2 separate regions of the Mus musculus genome follow, and region 1 is linked to region 2. A link is a contact called in public HiChIP or PLAC-seq data. All regions are on one chromosome and are shown on one strand. Each heading gives the region's core, a stretch centred on a gene start, on an enhancer-like site or on the middle of the called end of the contact. The rest is flanking DNA. Distances are from core to core; before and after follow the strand shown. Region 1 has its middle 11 kb from the start of Gm42308. Region 2 holds the start of Snapc3 (small nuclear RNA activating complex, polypeptide 3).

What was found. HiChIP or PLAC-seq counts read pairs in DNA pulled down with a chosen protein or histone mark.
Region 1: an H3K4me3 HiChIP or PLAC-seq map of embryonic stem cells shows a contact between it and region 2, with 16 read pairs. The contact joins the enhancer-like site here to the promoter of Snapc3 in region 2. A contact is called at or near these places in 1 of 39 promoter capture datasets (pre-B cells), 3 of 484 Hi-C or Micro-C datasets (centrocytes, cerebral cortex and cortical neurons), 5 of 115 datasets of contacts at active chromatin or transcription factors (the SCID.adh cell line, craniofacial prominence, effector CD8 T cells and 1 more) and 3 of 9 other capture datasets (adipose tissue, liver and pancreatic islet).

Annotation. Positions count from the first base shown.
Region 1 is chr4:83,497,985-83,502,859 of GRCm38.p6, reverse strand. No RefSeq gene overlaps it. Among named protein-coding and RNA genes, the nearest start is that of Gm42308, 11 kb to the left of the region's middle. Within about 2 kb of position 2,264, at least 69 of the 459 cell types and tissues checked have an H3K27ac peak or open chromatin away from gene starts, as enhancers often do. A contact at or near this core is called in cerebral cortex, cortical neurons, craniofacial prominence and 1 more, where this site is marked.
Region 2 is chr4:83,414,014-83,419,214 of GRCm38.p6, reverse strand. It overlaps Snapc3 (small nuclear RNA activating complex, polypeptide 3), which reads right to left and starts at 1,491. Exons shown (of 9, transcript NM_029949.4): 1 at 1,161-1,491; 2 at 432-509. The coding sequence starts at 1,462.

The DNA.
Region 1 (4,875 bases), core at 1,015-3,514, 83 kb before region 2:
TATAGCCCCTTATCTGGCCTCAAACTCATGGAAATCCTTCTGTTTAACATCCCAAGTGCTAGGATGACAGTTATCTATGCTTAGCTCTGTAACTCTGTTTGTTTGTTTTTGCTTTTTGCTTCTTGGCAACTATGAGGTGATCAGTTCTCCTACAGCATGCTTTCCCATCATGCTACGCTGTGTTTCCACTGGTCCAACACAAGATGACCAAGTGATCATGGACTGGAATCTCTGAAATCAAGAGCCAAAATAAACCTTTCCTCCTTATAAGTTGATCGCCTCAGTCCTTTAGTCAGAGTAACTGAAAGCTGTCTGCCCTGGTGGGAATGGTAAGGTACTTACAATGAGCAAGTATCCTGTACTTCACTTGGACTGGTCAATGTCAACCAAATAGGCTATCAGGAATTACGTGTGTGAAGCATAATTCTAGTGTAGGATAGAGAGGAAGGAACACGTTCTACCTGCCTCCTTTGGTACAGCAGCAGAGTCAGGCTCACCATCTAAACAAAGAGACTTACAGCTCAAGGACAGGCTGAAATGGATACTAACAGAGAAGTGGCATGCAGGAAGGTAGTATGAAAGCAAACAATGGAGACAAAGGGAAAGGACAGAGAAGAGAAGGCAGAATTCCAAAGTAAAGTCCTAACACATCAGTGATGACTTCAATCATTTAAATACACAGACTAAAGGACAGAGGGGAGTATTGTGCATAAAAAGGCAAGACCCGAGTACAGTGAGTTTCTAGGAAACACCTCAAATATGTAAACAGGTTAGTTTAATAAGAGGATGGTCAAGATATATATATATATATATATATATATATATATATATATATATATATATACATATATATGTATGTATATACATAAATATATGTGTATATATGTGCATATATACCTATACATAAATATATGTGTATAAATATGCATATATATAATTAAAAATAAACAACTGGAAAAGTCATACCATGCAAGTGTTTATCAGAAATAAGCATGAAGGCCAGGCATGATAGCATATGACTTTAATCTCCGCACTCAGTAGGTGGAGGCAGCTGAGTAGGTGAGGATCTCTGAGCTTGAGGCCAGCCTAGTCTACAGAGGTAATTCCAGGACAGTCAGGGCTATACAGAGAAATACTACCTCTCAAAACAACAACAACAAGAGCAACAAACAAAACAAGACAAAACAAAAAGAGCAAGCAGAAAGCTGGGTTCAGTGGCCAAAGTCTATTATCCCAGCTGCTCAGAGGATCGAGGCAAATCACAGGCTTGTCTGGTATATAAGAGCAGGTTCAAGACTAGCCTGGGGAATTTCCTGAGACTGTCTCAAAGTAAAAAAGTGTAGAGGAAAGGGCTGAAAATGCAGCTCAGTGGTAGAATGCTTGACTAGTACATACAGGGCACTAGACTTACTGCCAAGCACCACACACAAACACGTACAGTAAGCCGGAGTAGCCAAGGTACTAGATAAGGCAGGTCTCAAGGGGAAAAACACCAGCCATGAAAACAAAACAACAACAAGCATACACACACACACACACACACACACACACACACACACACACGGTGGGATGGGGTTGTGGGGTACGGTAGCATATTGCAAGGCCCAGCAAATCCCAGCAGTTTCCAGACCGGTGTTATCTACACAGCCAATTCTAGAAGAGCCAGGGCTAGAGAGTGAACTGTCTCAAAAACAAAACAACTCTCCACCCCACCTCCTATGAATCTGATACTATCAACTAAAAAGCCTAATTGTTGAATATTTCATTTAATTAAACCATTCCTTTAAAAAATCCCGAATCTAAGCGTGTGGTGCTTCTTATTTGCAACGCTTTCCATAATAAGATTTTAAAATGTATTTTTTTAAAAAAATTAAAATGTAAAGGATGCTCATGCGCACAAGGCGGAGAGGAGGAGTCGCAAATCGCAGCGCCCTCTGCCTGATGCTCCCTTGCGCACCCCTCCCACCCCACCCCCACCCCCATCCTTCCCACCTCTCCCACCCCCCACCTCCGCCCAGTGCTGCTATGCTCCCTCAGTGAGGACCTCCAACCTCTTTTGTGAAGATGCAGCTGAGGAGACTCCCAGCTGCACAAGAACCCCAAGGGAGGAGCAGAGCCTGAGAACAACGATCATATTATTTTGAAGGTAGTGGGGCCGGATGGTTCTGTGGTGCAATTTAAGATCCAAGAAGCTTGAACCACTTAGTAAAGCAATGAAAGCCCATTGTGAACGACAAGGTTAGTGAACTCCGCAGCTCAGATTCCTGTTTGATGGACAGCCAATCAATGGAACAGACACGCCCACTCAGTTGAAGCGGAGGATGAAGATACAAGTGAAGTGTTCCTGCAGCGGATAGGGGCTCTTTCCTGAACCTGGAGACTGCTACTTTACTATAGAAATTCGTTGCTGATCAAGAGTCCTTCTCAGGAGTCGGGCGTGGTGGCGCACACCTTTGATCCCAGCACTCCGGAGGCAGAGCCAGGTGGATTTCTGAGTTCGAGGCCAGCTTGGTCTACAGAGTGAGTTCCAGGACAGCCAGGGCTACACAGAGAAACCCTGTCTCGAAAAAAAACCAAAAAAAAAAAAAAAAAATTGCCAATGTTATATTTTAGCTGACATCAGATAGAGATGGTATGAGGGGGGGAAGGAGTCTTGGTTCTGGGAAAACATTCTTTTGTCATAAACTGAAATCAAAGAGGTGCCTGGAGACATGGCTCAGGAGTTAGGAAGTGGTACTGCTCTTGCAGAGGATTCAAGATGGGTTCGCAGCCCCCATGTCAGGCAGCTCACAGTGTCATATAACTCTAGCTCCAAGCTCTGGCCTTAGCAGACACCTACCTTCATATGAACACAGACACACATGCATAAAAACAAACAGTTAAAAGTAAGATAAGGAACGGCCAGTTGAGTGTAAGCACAGCTCCATGGAAAAGCAATAGGATATATTATTGAATTTGAATTGTCTATACTTTTTTTGTTGCTTTGTTTGGTTTGTTTGAGGCAGGGCGTTTGTGTGTAGCCCTGGCTGTCCTAGAACACGTGCGGTAGACCAGGCTGGCCTCAAATCCAGAGATCTGCCCGGCCTTTGCCTCCAGAGTGTTAAGACTAAAAGCTTACGCCACCACCCACCCACTATGAACTGTCTATACAGTTCAGGATCCTTCTGTCTCAATCTCCTCCGTGCTGGGATTGGGGATGGAGGCCACACCATATCTGGCTCCGGATATTCATTATTAAAGTTTGTGGAACTGGGAATGTAGCTGGGTTGGTAGAGTTTATACAGAGAAGGCAAATGAAGGCCCGGGTTCCATTTCTACCACAGCATGAAAAGGGCTGTGTTGTTTTATTTATGTTTTCCCGGCACTTGGAAAGTAGAGGCAAGAAGAAAGATGTTTAAGGTCATCCCTGGTGACATAGGAAGTGTGAACCAGTCACCCTTGTCACAAAAAAACGAGAAGTTTGTAAAACCTAGGCTTACAGTATTAATTGGACTTTTAGACTTTTACTTGTGATTTTTTATTTTATTTTATTTTATTTTTTGAGACAGGGTTTCTCTGTACAGCCCTGGCTGTCCTGGAACTCACTTTGTAGACCAGGCTGGCCTCGAACTTAGAAATCCACCTGCCTCTGCCTCCTGAGTGCTGGGATTAAAGTCGTGTGTCACCACGCCCGACTACTTGTGATTTTTATCTCTTTATCAGCACGTATGGCCTACCAGAACAGCAGACTATGGTCCAGTACTGTCTCTTCCACCTCTCAAATTATATAAAAGTAGAAGAGGCCCTCACAAGAGCAGAGTAGACACAATACTGACAAGAAATCTAGCTATTAGAGTGTTTCCTCATTCCTTTTAAGCAAATTATTCTTCTCAGTGATTCTATTTTCTGTGTTATGGGCACTTTGCACATGCATGCCTGGGACCTGCAGAGGTTGGAAGATGGCATTGGAGCCCTTGGACCTGGAGCTACAGACAGCTGTGGGCTGCCATGTGGGAACTGGGAACTGGACTTGGGCTGCCTCCAGCCCCTCACCGTCCTCTTTATTCACTGCTTTGGATGCTCAGTTAGCAAACTTTGACTCTAACAAATATCTGGGAAGTTCCCAAGATTACTGTTTCCAAGTATGTCCGTTCAAATCCAGGATAAAAATGTGATTCTGTCAAATGGAATGTATTCTAAAATCATAATAAATTTCAAACTTTTATAACATTTTCTAGCTAACCTTTAGATTACTCTTATCTTGCAACATGTTAAAACATGTCTAATATGTGATAAAAAAATTTAAATATATACTAACTGCTAGGCTGAAACACACACACATTTTCCCCTTTAATTAAACATATGGACAAGATGAAATTTACGTTTTTAGAATTTTTGTTTAAAGTTTATGTATCTATGTGTCTGCCACATGTATGCAGGTGCCTGTGAGGCCAGAAAGCATCAGATTCTCTGGGGCTGGAGCTATAGACACTTGTGAGCTGCCAAAGTTAGATACTGTGAATTAAACATGGGTTCTCTGGAAAATATCAAGTGCTCTTAACTGCTTAACCATCTCTCCAGCTTCTTATATTCTTTATCAAATTATTGGTACAAATGAAAAACTATAAGTAAGTATTTTGATATAGTTACTAAATATTATTCCTTGGCTAAAACACATCTGCTTAACAGAAGCAATTTCGATGATGAATACTTTATCAAAATCTATTATATATCTTATTTGTCTTACTCATTATTCTATTGCTGTGAAGAGACACCATGACAATTGCAATTTTAAATATATATTCATTTTTTTTTTTATGTATGAGTATATGTAGCTGTCTTCAGACACATTAGAAGAGGGCATTGAATCCCATTACAGATGGTTGTGAGCCACCA
Region 2 (5,201 bases), core at 242-2,741:
TGATGGGTAAATTAGCACAGTATCTGTGATTTACTGAATGGAAGAGCCTGGGGAAACACACACAACTGTATCCCATAGCCACAGAGCCACAGAGCCACAGAGCCACAGAGCCACAGAGCCAAAGAAAGGATGTCCAAATGTTTAAAACAACAACAACCACCACCACAACAACAACCAGTCATCAATTATCATTGAACTCACTAGGTAGCTAAGGCTAACCTCTAACTTACATCAGTTTTGACTCAGCCTCCCGAGGGCTGGGATTACAGCCAAAAGCCAGGACACCAAACTAATGGTTGAATTTTAAGTGGTGGAGTAAAACATTCAGAGTGTTCAGATAAACAGCAGAAAGACTAACTGTAGTTTAGTGGTAGGTCGTGTTTCATCTCCAGCACCAAAACAAATAGCATATAACAAAACAAAACTCATACCATAAAGTCACTAGGTCAGTGTTCTCTGGGATGACTTCCGGGTCTTCATCTTCCCCGAGGCATCTCAGTTTATCAAGGCTTAGAGAAAGGGAGGTTGGGAAAGGGAGAAAGGAAAAGCAACGATTTATGATCAGCCATGCATTTTTCAACAGCGGGTCAGAGCTTGTCCTAAATACATCATTGAATAATTAAGTCTTATGAAATCCAGCAGGCAGCTCAAAAGAGGCCAGAATTCAAGACAATGGTTTTTGTGCCAGTGTTATACCGAAAAGGGTGTATGTTCATTTGAGGACAGCCAGTACTGTCAAAAGGAGAAGGACCGCTACAAGTTAGTTTTTGTATTTCTATTTCCAGGTAAGAAACTTTTAGGGAAATTTTAGTAATAACATTTTCATGAGGACCGCTAGAAACCACGGTTAATAAAGGTTTCAACCCGGCTCTGTTTAAGTCTCCTCCATCCTCAGGTACTTCCATTGTCCAAATATCAATGACAGATATATACCGCTGTTACTTCAACAAGCACTTTAAAGATCAAGAATAGAAGTCTTTCGTGCATTTGTAGTGTCCCGTTACTGGATCCACCCCTCAGGAAAGTGCTTTTGGACCCAAGGATCTCTTCCGGCCTTCCGGAAAGGGTTTAGGGGGACGAAGGTTAAGGGTCTCCGAGAAGCGCAGGGACGAGGCTGAGCCCTGCGGGATCCACGCAAAACCCCGAAGCCGCACACTCACCCGCACACGACCCTCAGCTCTGCTGCTGCCTCCAGACTGCAGCCCAGATCGCTGGCTACTGCAGCATCCTCAAAGCCGTCGTTGGATGCCCCTCCGTCGGTCGGCTGCTCGGCTGCCTGCGGTTCGCTCAGCGACAAATCCTGGGCCCCTAGCCGGCCACGCCATAGCTCCCCAAAGGAGCCCACATGGAACACGCGCGTGTGCAACTCGGGAAGCTCGTATTCCGGAAAGCTGCTGTGGCTCGCACTGGGGACTGGGTGCTGTGGGCCACCCGCACCGCCGCCCTGCAGGTCCTCCGCCATGTCAGCCACGATCCCTTCCGGCAAAAGCTGGCGAGAGGGCGTCGCGGGGCGTGACGGGATTTGTAGTTTTGCAGAGCTCCGGGGTGGCGGGCGGTTGCGCGAGCTGTGCTTCAGAAACTACATTTCCCAGCAGGCTGGCTACCGCCTGGGCGCGGCTCGGTCGCTGTGGGCCGGGCTGGATGCATTGTTCTCTGGACTTGTCCGAGGGCTGTGCGGCTCGCTGTGTTCCGAGCTGATCTGGTATTGGGACCCACAATTACCTAAAGACTCAATCATTGGGTCCCCATCTCATAGTTTTCTCAAATCTGGTTCGTAGGGGCGGGACTTTTGTCCACTGGTTTTGCGAGCTGCTCTGCGGTTCCTCCTATCCTAGAGAGAATCCTGAAGGACAAGGGGCACTGAGACTGGTTCGTCCAGAATCTTCTGAAAGGCACGGTGTGTGTTTGTATGCGTGCCTTTGTATACCTACCTGCACGATAGAGCTTATCGAACGTCGGCTATGCAACACACAAATTCATTCTTAGCCATATGTATATATTTTGAAAAGTCACCACTTTTCCGGGGAGAGAGCCGAATGTGATTGTTAAAGGAGTAAACCGGTAAACTAGGAAATGGAAGTAGCTTGAAACCCAGTGAGCCTAGATGTTTCTGAAGCTTGGCCATCGCTCAGCTGTTCCAAATATCATAGCAGGGTGTGCTGAACAATCCCTGGCTTGTATGATTGTCCTGTGACACATGTTGTATAATTCAGCCATTGGAACTATTCCTTTAGTGGCTTTTAGTATATTCACAATGGGGCAACCATTAGTTTAAGAACATTTTCACCACTCGTGAAAAGGTTGCTTTTAGTTATGACTCCCAATCCTTCCAACTTTAGCCAACACTTTTCAGGCTTTACGTCTGTAAAGGTTTGCTATCTGGGCTTTTTGAAATAGGATATCACTACGTAGAACAGTCTAGCCTTGAATTCACAGCCGCTTCTGCCTCCTGAGTCCTGGGATTAAAGGTATGTCCCACCACACCCAGTTTATTTTCTACATGTAATATAAATGTAATCATATATGACCTTTACAATAGGTTTCTATAATATTGTACAATATTTTTACTTTGCAGCAAATTTCAGTACTTCATCCCCCCCCCCTTTTTGGTTGAATTTAATTGTATTGCATGGATATTATATATTTTATTTATTGAAACTCATTGGATGGACTGGGCTGCAGCTCAACTGATAAAATACTTGGCTCACATGCATGAAGTCCTGGGATCAATAATCCCAGCACTTGCAAGGGAGAGGCAGGAGGACCAGAAGTTCAAGGTCATAATCACCTTCAGAGGGAGTTTGAAGCAAGCCTGGGATACAGGAATTCCTGTCTCCTAAACAACAAGCAGGACTGGAGAGATGTCTCTCAGTGGCTAAAGAGCTTCAGCTTCTCTTCCAGAGGACCTGGGTTCGGTTCCCAGCACCCGTGTGGCAGTTCTCAGTGGTCTATAACTCCAGTTCCAGGGCCTCTTCTGACCTCTTTGGGTACCAGGCATGCAATAGTGCACAGACAATATGGGCAAAACACCATGACCAAAGCAACTTGGCTTCCATATCACAGGCCATCAGCAAAGGAAGTCAGGACAAGACTCCAGCAGAGCAGGAACCCAGGGGCAAGAGCTGATACAAGAAAAAAGAAAAATGCCGAGTTAACAGTTCAACTAAAACAAAACAAGGGGTTGAAAGATGGCTCAGTGGTTGAGAATACTTGCTGCAATTCCAGAGGACCGTGGTTTAGTTCTCAGCACCCACATTCACTCACAACCTACCCTTTTTTCATGTTTACTGCTTTCTCTTCCTGCTCGGACTCTTTACAGTGCCTCTGCTGTACTGTTCGTCAAATCTACAATGAAAGCCTTCTTTTTTAACCATCTCTTTGGAGCTGTCATGTCCTCGTTTTTTACACCTCTCTCTCTTTCTTCCTTCCTTCCTTCCTTCCTTCCTTCCTTCCTTCCTTTCTTTCTTTCTTTTCCCAGATACTTGCCAAAGCCTGGGCATATTTCCCATGATGTTCTGGGCTTTTTTTTTTTTTTTCCCTCAGGAGCAGTCCAGTCCCCTGCCCCCACTTCTCCCCAGCTTTGGTTCTGTGTCTAACCTCCACATGTAACTCAAAAGGCCTGGCTTTCTTTTCTTTCTCTTTTCCATCTTCCTTCTTCTGGAAGCTGCTGAGACTTACAGCTTGTCTGTACTGTTGCTGTCTTTTTTTTTTTTTTTCTTAAACTCTAATTAAAAACATTCTATTTATTTATTTTCATACAGAGTTCCACTATGTAGACCAGGCTAGCCAAGTGTTGGGATTAAAGACATGCAATATCAGGCCTTTTTTTTTGTTTGTTTGTTTTGTTTTTTTGTTTTTTCGAGACAGGGTTTCTCTGTATAGCCCTGGCTGTCCTGGAGCTCACTTTGTAGACCAGGCTGACCTCAAACTCAGAAATCCGCCTGCCTCTGCCTCCCGAGTGCTGGGATTAAAGGCGTGCGCCACCACGCCCGGCTTTTTTTTTTTTTTTTATCTTGTTTTATTAATGAGACTAAGAAGCCAAAGAAAGGGCTCTAATTTCCCTGATAACTCTGAAACTGCAGTTGGTTTGAGACTAAAGAAAAGTAGGGCCTTCTTTTTAGTAATTCTCCAACCTAGTTATTATAAATACATTCCTGGCTCAGGAGGTGTGAAAGTGGTTTTGTATAAGATCTTTTATATAAATATCATCATTGTCATAATTAAAAAAGATACACAAAAACTTCCAGTGACATTTCTTTCCTGCTTGTTTGTTTTGAGATTTATGTGTATGTTTTCCCTGCATGGGCATAAGAATCCCCTAGAACTGGAATTGCAGAGGGTTATAAGAGGGTTGTGAGCCAAGTTGCTTTGGTCATGGTGTTTTATCATAGCAATAGACTCTAAGACACAGGGAGAGCAAGAAAGGAATACAAGAGAGTATGGGCAAAGGAGAAAGAGAGAGAGAGAACACCAAAAGGCACAGGGGAAATGTCAGGGTTCTATAGGAAAGAGTTTAGGGTAGGGATCAGGGTGAAAAGAGCCAGGAGCCAGCCTGCACGACGGCAAGGACTCTGTAACAGATCATTTGAGATCCTGAGAACCTGGAGGCCAGTTTGTGCTTTGGTATTTGGTAATGCTAATAGGCACCACACTTAGCCTTTTGTCCAGTTTCTTTTAGACCTACGGAAGGAAGTCCCTGATTTAAATTTGAACTGATCCAGTTTGAACTAAACTGGTTAGCGGAAGCAATCACCACCATCTATTGTTCTTTATGTCCTGTTTTGGGGATGAAGGGCTCTCCCTAGGCTAACCTGTCTAGCAGGATCAAGTTGGCAAAGGCTTTCCAATATGGCTACCCCATTTCACATTCCTCTGAGCAGCACCAGAGGGTTCCAGTTTCCATATCCTTTCCAACACAACGTCATCTGCATTTTATTATCTCCATCTTAGCAAGTGTGAACTAATGTCTCCTTGTGCCTTTCATTTGCATTTACCTAATGGCTAAGGAGTTTGTGTGGGTTTTGTCACTGGGAGATACAGTGCCTTTTCATAGGCGTAGTCTCTTAAATAAAAGAATTTAAAAATGGAGTCAGAATGAAACTTGAAAGCAATTGTCAACTCCCCAAACTCCAAAAGGCCTTGTAAACCAGAAACAAGCTCAAGTTAGACTAGAAGAGGGTTTCTGGCAACTGGATAAAAGC